Linked DNA regions of Mus musculus: region 2 is linked to region 1. The links are chromatin contacts, called in public HiChIP or PLAC-seq maps. All regions are on one chromosome and are shown on one strand. The core of a region is the stretch at or near the end of the contact, and the rest is flanking DNA. Distances in the headings are between cores, read along the strand shown.

Evidence for each region. HiChIP or PLAC-seq counts read pairs in DNA pulled down with a chosen protein or histone mark.
Region 2: an H3K4me3 HiChIP or PLAC-seq map of bone marrow-derived macrophages shows a contact between it and region 1, with 2.6 times the contacts expected there. The contact joins two enhancer-like sites. A contact is called at or near these places in 2 of 484 Hi-C or Micro-C datasets (cerebral cortex and forebrain) and 1 of 115 datasets of contacts at active chromatin or transcription factors (bone marrow-derived macrophages).

The regions. Positions count from the first base shown.
Region 1 is chr6:134,150,422-134,154,759 of GRCm38.p6, forward strand. The region is part of intron 2 of Etv6 (ets variant 6); the gene reads left to right. Among named protein-coding and RNA genes, the nearest start is that of Gm52920, 34 kb to the right of the region's middle. Within about 2 kb of position 1,615, at least 90 of the 459 cell types and tissues checked have an H3K27ac peak or open chromatin away from gene starts, as enhancers often do. A contact at or near this core is called in bone marrow-derived macrophages, where this site is marked.
Region 2 is chr6:134,331,016-134,335,201 of GRCm38.p6, forward strand. All of the region lies in intron 3 of 4933406J09Rik (RIKEN cDNA 4933406J09 gene), which reads right to left. Among named protein-coding and RNA genes, the nearest start is that of Bcl2l14, 63 kb to the right of the region's middle. Within about 2 kb of position 2,131, at least 61 of the 459 cell types and tissues checked have an H3K27ac peak or open chromatin away from gene starts, as enhancers often do. A contact at or near this core is called in bone marrow-derived macrophages, where this site is marked.

The sequences.
Region 1 (4,338 bases), core at 365-2,864:
GAAGACAAAGTATTTTAAACCTGGAGCCCCGAGGCTGAGAAGAGCACCCAGTCCTACTGCTTAGCATGCTCGGGTGCTATCTCTAGATGATGCCAGCGATGATCTTGACCAGACAAGCTGAGCATCTGAAGGCCAGCATCATGCTGAGGATCCACGCCCTTTGTGTCCTTGGGCAGAAACAGTGAGTTTGCAGGTACAGATCCTCACACACAGAAGGGGCGCGTGAATTCACGTTTCAGTGAGGGGGTCAGGAAGATCTTGACCTTACCGGGGTAACTTACACGCATGTAAGACATTTTGTCGCTGAGTCCTCTTGACAGCCCTGTGAACTGAATTTCCTTCTCCTCACCATTAAGATGAAAAGTCCAGTTTAAGGAGGTTAAAAAGGCAAGCTCAGCCAGCGCCACTCACAGAGCTGGTAGCCAGTCCAGTGGCCTCTCAGACTCTGTCTTCCTTCCTTCCCAGTATAAACCAAAGCCCTATTATCTAGATGAAAAGAATGAAAAACAGTGTCACATTCCCTCTGAGACTCAACTGCGGTTAAGACTTCATAAATTTCAGAAAAATAGGATAACTCACCAAAGTAAACATTTAAAAAACCACCTCACAGCAAATGGCTACCGCAACCCCAAACCTCAAGGTTCATATATTGAGATTTCAGTGAGCTTCATGATTCTCATCCGTCTCTTAAATACGGCTCTGTTTCCTGGTAAATAATATCTCTTCAGAGCCCTGGCACATAAATAGTGTAATAAGATCAGCTCTGAGCAGGCTGCCGTTCTAGTGCCCTCTAATTGCAGGGTGAAAATCCAGGGCCGCCTTAGCTCCTCATCTGTCTCCGTCTCTCACTGGCCACTGCCTGACACCCAGTCTGAGGTTCAACACCGTCTCTTCTTTTTGTGCTTTAGATAGATCCGTCCTTTGCACAGATTTTTTTTTTTAAATAAAGTGATTTGAAATGGAAAATTAAAAACTTAAATGCAAGTTTGGCAGCTTCTCTCTTCAGAAGCTTCATAAAATTCTCTATAGCACAGCTGCTCTGGATTCTCACCACTTAGCTGTTCTCACGATGTCTGAGAGATTAATTCTTACAGGGATGTGGTTGGAGATACTCCCCACGTCCCGTCCCCACCCCCCCATCTCCCGCCTCCCATGTTTCGCCGAGAATCTTCACTGGGAAAAGTTATGTGGAAAATCCCATCACCCGAGGTAAAGGTTCTTGAGTGATAGACACCTTTGGGAGTCTGTTACTTACCATGTTGTTTATGTGTGCTCTACTCATTTGAAATCCTGTCCTCTCTGGCAAAAATCTGAAATCTTATGTGCGATCCTGATAAGTGTGTGCCGACACTGTCTTGGGATGCCTCTGTGTGTCTGTGTCTGTGTGTGTGTGTGTGTGTGTGTGTGTGTGTGTGTGTGGTCTATCTGTTGTCTCTGTGGATCTGGATGCAGATACTTCAATCCTTCCTGGCAGATTTAAGCTCTCCACGTCCCACAGGCTGCAGTAGAGGACAAGGGCGGCATCAGAGAATGGAGAGCTTTGGTGGGGTCCCCACCCACTGGCCCAGAGACCAACTGTTTATCCCTGGGTCCCGGCAGCAGCTGAAAGCCAGGGGTGTTTTTGGGATTCGGCTGCCAAAGTTTCTTGAATCAGCCTTGTTCAAAGGCATATGCTGGGCTCACTTCTGAGGGAAATTTCCTTTTTGGGGAAGTTGAAGCAAAGGAATTTCCTGTGTGGGCAGACAGAGCTTCCTGACGTGAAGGCTTCTTGGAAGGGAAACAGTTTCATAATGAAATGACAAATTAAAGATATACCAGCCGGGTTCACTTCAAAACAGCTATTGAGAGTGCAGGCAAAGCCCTATTATACCCCCTCACAGAACAGAAATAAATCCCATCCTGACAGGTTTCTATATGCTGGGTTATATCTGTCCCCCCACACCTTCCTTCACAGTCTCCCACATGCTCCCTCTCCCACCCCCACCACTAGCTACCACCATCTCTGTCTTTAACAGGCTTCGAGCAGTCTCGGGGAGGCCTGGGGCATCCTTCCTGCCTCTTGTCACCTTTCCTTACCAGCTTCGCCCATCCTAGGAGTGCTTGGAGCCTCCTTGTAGGTGATGGTAAAGCCCGAGGCTGCCCAGACTTAGGAGTGATCTCTTTCCTTCTTTTGACATGATTGAAAACAATGATTGAAGATGGCTTCAGCTGGTTCCTTTAGCTGCCCCTTAAAATCTTGTAGGCAGTCCATGTAACTGCTATTCTTATCTCAGAGCTGGTCTGAAGCCGGCTTTGTTCAAGAAAATAGAGCTCTCTCTGCACTGGGCAGATGACGGTCTTGTGCTGAGCGTGTAGTTTTTTGCACTTCAGTCAGCCAGTGTAGCGGAGTTTTGGTTTTGTCTTGTACACTGATATGAAGATTCCCTTTGTTGCTGTTTTTATTTTTAAGACAGGGTCTTGCTTCATAGCCCTGGTACTGATCCAGAACCCACCTTGTAGACTAGGCCTTGGGCGTGATGTAATCCTCCTGTTGTCACCTCCTGAGTACGCATCTCTTTCTCTATCTCTCTCTCTCTTTTTCTGTGTGTGTCTGTGTCTCTGTCTGTCTGTCTCTGTGTCTCCTTTTCTTCTCCCTCCTTTCCCCCTCTTTTGTTAGGGTTGGGTTAAGGATAGAACTCAGGGCCTTGTGCATCCTGGGCAATTTACTCTCCCACTAAATTACACCCCAGCACCCTACATTTCTTTTCTTTTTCCTTCCCTCCCTTCCTTTCCTTCTTTCCTTCTTTCTTTGCCTTTAGAAAAAAACAAATTAAGAGAGAAAAAGATAACAGCATCTTTTGGGCAGTGTGTAAGAACAGCCATTATTCGTTAGGCCTAGGTCAGTAGGATCAAAAACTTACAGACCTTGGAAACCAACGATTTTAAACTGTCATTTCTAGCACTATACAGCCAGCAATGCAGCCAAGTCTCTTAACCTCTTGGCCTCAGTTTCCTTGTCCTTACAGTGAACACAGCAACAGCTTTTCTTCATTCCTGTATAGAAATTAGGTTGCGATCTCAAACATACTCTGTAAACACTCAGAGCTCCATCATGGTTTTTCATTAATCCACCAATGGACTCTTTTGGGGTTGAGGCCCAGTACTGGGCTAAGATAGTAAAATTATATTTACAGATCAGTTTGGTAAATATTTATTAGAGATTTTTCTTCCTATACAACTAGGCTTGGTGGAGAAAACTATAACAAGTTAGACATTTAGAATGGCAATGAAGCAGAGAATGAAGAGTGTTGAACCTGGAGACCAAAGGCTGGAGTCCAATCCTGACTGTTACTCAATTTTATTTATCCATGTGAGCTTCAGTTGCTCATCTATAATACTGGAAGAAGCTGGACTCTGAATGTACCTGTCTCTTTGCAATCCTCACATTATAATCAGTTTTAAAGGGTCCTGCCTTTTAAACTAAGATTGTGTGTATTGCCTGCAGAAACTGAATAACGTGTGTGTGTGTGTGTGTGTGTGTGTGTGTGTGTGTGTTCGCGAGCGCACTCATGTATGCACTTGTGGGCACTCCCTGCAGAAACTGAATAACATGTCCAATTTCCCTCGAGCTGTACATAGTTCAAGGCAACTTCCTAATATGGGTGTGAGATGTCCAATGTAGGTGCTGGGAACTGAACTCAGATCCTCTGTAAGATCAGAATGGGCTCTTAGACCCTGTCCATCTCTTTAGCCACAGGCCCCGGCTTTTGTGGTTGTTTATAAATTCTACTCTAAGGAGTCAGGAAGACATGTGTCCTATATAACAACAGCATCTCAGATGGAGAAACTTGCCTCAAGGATGGAAACAGATTTTGTTAGTGTGTGTGAGGTAAGCAGGGAAATATGGTGCTTCCCAGAAATACCAGCTGTAGTGAGTTATCACTGGGGGCTTCTGGTGATGCTGACGTGGAAATAATGGGGACTGTGGCTGAACTCGGGAGTTTCCTCAAGAGGACTTACTTTGAAGCACCAGGTTTTTTCTCACAGGACACCCAGGACTTTTCCAAATGGTTGTTCATTTAAACCTGCCCTTCATGGCTACTCTTGTTCAAAGGAAATTGAAAGACGGCATGCAGTCTCGATGGTCTCTATGTTGTGATACTAGGGCTGCTAAACTGTCCTGCCCGTCATCTCCCGAGGTTTACAGGGTGTAAGGTCAACTGCAGCTGTAACAGGTTGCTCCCTCGGTTTTACTCTCCACAAGCCTGATGGGTAGGCGGCTCTGTCATCGCTTTACAGACACAGATACGGGGAGTTAGCTGTGTGGGTAATGTGCTTGCCACACAAGCTTCAGTATTT
Region 2 (4,186 bases), core at 881-3,380, 180 kb after region 1:
GAGACAGCTCACTGCATAAGACCACTTACTTGAGGACTGAGTTCAAATCCCCAGAACCCACATAAAAAGCCACTCATGGCCAGGAGTACAATGTAACCCAGCACTATAGTGGGCAGAGACAGGAGGATTATCGCTGAGGCTTCCTACTGCTAGACTAGCCCCAGGTTCAATGAGAGATCCTGTCTCAAGGAAATACGGAGGAGAGTAGTCCTCTGGCCTCTCTGTATGTACACACTCACCCACATACACCATAGGCACATTCAATAAATAAATTAAAGAAATGATCCACAGGCAAAAAAATGACTAAAAGAAAAATACAGACAACTTCATCCACATAAAATTTGAAACTTTATTTTTAAAACTTTTATGAGCTGAGAATAGTTTTATATAATGGTGAGTTTCATTATGACATCCACACACATGTATATATTCACCATATTCACCCCCATTGACCCCTATGTTCCCCCTCCTACTCCTCCTGACCCCCTCCTCTTCCCAACTAGCTACCTTCCTCCCCCCTTCCCTATGCATGAGTGAGTGTGTGTGTGTGTGTGTGTGTGTGTGTGTGTGTGTGTGTGTATGATGACTTCTGTTAAGGTTTCTCACATGAGCACAGGTAAGGAGCTATTTAAAGGATCATGGACAATTTACCAGTGTCTACAACACTGAAGGCAACTTCATTTTCCTCCCCCAGAAACCACTGTCTCTAGATCCTCAGGGAGCAATAGGGCCTCACTTGTTCCTCCTCTCTCCATGATGGAAAGTTGATGGCCCAATCTAAAACTAAAAATGTTTGTGCTTCCATGGATACCATATCAAGAAATAGATAATTCACAGAGCAGGAGAAAGCTGCAAATTGTATGCCATAAGGGATTTAAATCTTGAATACCTAAGGAATTCTTACAACTCAACAATAAGGCAATAACCCAATTAAAATATAGGCAAAAAAAAATTTTTTGAAAAACTGTCTCCAGAGAAGACTTTTAAAATGGCCACTAAACTCATGCAAAAGTGTTCATTATCATTGCTCATCAGATAATTGTAAATTAAAAGCACAATTGATGTCATTTTATATTCATTATAAGAAGATGATCAGAAAGATAGACTATAACCATGACAAGTGCTTGGGGATGTGGACAAATCAGAATCTTCACCCATGGCTGATAGGATGGAAATGGTTATGGCCACTGTGGAAAACAGTCCACCGATCCCTTAAGAGGCCAAGCCTACATTTAGAATATGAACCAAGAAATTCTGAAAACATGTGCCCACAAATAAAACTCTATGCACACTGCTGATAGCAGAATTAGTGGCAATCGATACCCAACGGGAGCACCTCAAGTGTCCATCAAACGATGAAAATTTGATCAGCAGTGCTGCTAAATCTATAGGATAGAATATCCTTTGGTGTTAAAATGGATTAAATACTGACACAAAGTCAAGAAGGCTGATCTTTAAAGTTATTGTGTTAATTTAGAAAGGACAGACACAAAAATTTAAAAAAAATCATTCCATTTGTATGAAGTCCAGAATAAGTAAATTATAGAGACAGAAAACAGCATGGTAGGCTGCTCTGTGTAGAGTGGAGAAACAGGGGATGACTGCAAAGGGGCTCAGGGACATTTTGAGGGATTGAGAACACATTCCAGAAATGGTTGTTGTGATGGGCCCCAACAGGGTGACACACATAACCACTGGAGTCCACATTTTTATGTTATTGGTTTGATTTTGCAAAACTGGAGGTTCAGCGTGGTGGGCAAGCATCCTGCTACTAAGCTCCCTTGCCAGCCAGACACCTGCAGTTTTTAAATGCATGGTGTGGGTGACATGTGATTTGCATCCCACCAACCCAGATCTGTGTAAGATGTGTGAATACAACTTTAAAAAGAGCATAATAACTGGTATCAGAGAGACAAAGAAAGAGGAAGCTTGGAAAGTAGAACTCATTCGTTCTGAACAAGCTTCAGAATGTTTGAAAACTAGAAAGATAGAACAGAGGTAAATATGCTCAAAAACCAAGCTGGAGGTTAACTACATTAAAGTGAGCAAAGCAATCAGTAGAGATCTGAAGGAGTCGGGGCATGGGAGCAGGGCCGTGCTACCCTCCGAGTGTTTGCTGCGGGAAGGAAACAGAGCCTGCACCGCACAGACCAGCCCTGTTTCCCTTCCCCGGAAGTGACCACACCTCTGATAAGTCAGTGTAAAGCACAGCTTTTTCCTCGGTTATAAAAAAAAAAAAAAAAAAAAAACAACAACAGACTGGAGTGATATTAAACACAGCGAGAAGGGGGAAATGTCCTATCGTCATCGTCATGTCGTGGCAAGTTCTGATGTCGGTAGAGAGCTTTCCTAAGCACACTCTCTATGTACTTAGGGTCACGTTATACATTCAGTGTTCTGTTCATATATAGTGCTTTGTAACTACATTCAGTGTTTTCCACTATTTAAAATTCTCATAAGCATTATGTCGAGGAACAAACTATACGTAGCTTACTTAGGCGTTTCTCAGTACAGGTGATTGTTTTTTAAAGACTACGTCTCAGTGTGGTGGCACATGTCTGTAATGGAGCACTGGAGAAGGAGGCAAAGGGATCACAAAGTTGAGAGCAACCTAAGCTACGTGGTGAGTTCCAGGCAAGCCTGGGAGACTCAGTGACACGCTGTCTGAAAAAAAAAAATACAAAGAAAAACTTAAGCAAAGATTTCTTTTCTGACATATTCAAATTTTTCATAAACATAATTTGTAGCATGAAACTATTTAATAATCTTCACAGTCCTGATCAAAAATATTATATTAGCTTATATGTTGATAGAAATATATGATAGTCCCATCTGTCTACACAATATGAAGGCTCTTAAAAATAACTCCAATTCCTTTTCTAAGAGTTAACTCTTGGGAAAGATTTTCATCGCAGCATTATTTACGACAGGAAAACTTGAAGTGCTCAGCAAAAGTGGAAAAGCTAAATACCTCATGGTGGTAATTTTTCAGGAATCTGAGGTGTTTCAAAGAATATGAAACAAAAAAGAAGAGTGGTTAGTGATTTTTGTTTGCTTGTCTTTAGACAGATTCTCATGTAACCCAGGCTGGCCTTGAAATCTCTATGTTGCCGAGGATAACCCTGAACCTCTCTCTGCTTCCAGCTGCTGAGTTCTGATGTGGTTGTGCCCCACCACACCTGGTTTATGTGATGCTGGAGACTGAACCCGGGCTTGGTATGTGCTGGGCCAGTGCTCTCAGCTGCACTCTTGCCTCAGCTTCACTAATACTTAAGTGAAATGCCCTGTATGTTTAACACCAAATTCTTTGTGAGGTCACATAATACAGAAACGCTGAAAAAACTCATTGTGGGATCACAGGTGGATTTATTCTCTAAGTATTTTCCAAAGCACTATATGATTTTACCACTATATGGGCACTATATGACTTTCCATTTATTTATTTATTTTGGTTTTTTGAGACAAGGTTTCTCTGTGTAGCCTTAGCTGTCCTGGAACCCACGCTGTAGATGAGGCTGGCCTTGAACTCAGAGATCCATCTGCCTCTGCCTCCCGAGTGCTGGGATTAAAGGCATGTGCCACAATCACCTGGCTGATACTATGTTTTTAAAGTTCACAGACTGAAATAATTAGCCCCAAAGTAAATCCACGGCTAGTGAGTGCTCCGTGGAGAAGACCGGAAAGGAGGATCCCTGTGGGTACAGCTGAGTTCTGGGCCGCAGAGTATGCAGGTCCTAGGCTCCAGCTCCAGCCCCGATACTGTCTTTCTAAGTTTGCTTTGTGATGAGGCTCTCCCTGCGCTTTACTCACTCATTGTCACAGGGAAGGTCCCATGTGACCTTCGTGCACTGTGTATGGTTTTCTCCGAGAGTTACCTACTCAGGGTCCTGGGCTGTAGCGACACTGAAAGCACCAACAATGGATGCACAGGCGGCCAATGTCTGAATAAAGATATAACAAGCACTGAACGAGGTGAACCTGGAGGATGCTTATAAAAGGGAACCCCAGCTTCAAGACTCTCTGCAGATAGCAAAATTCTTCAAACAGAAAGCAAAATGTATCCAATATCCTTGCTACCACCTCGGGGTCTCCGACTGCCATGCTCCCCATGACTTCTGACTATATAAAAAATAAGTGGCAGCGGCTCCCGAGGACGGGACGTCAAATTGGTTAATCAAATGCTTTA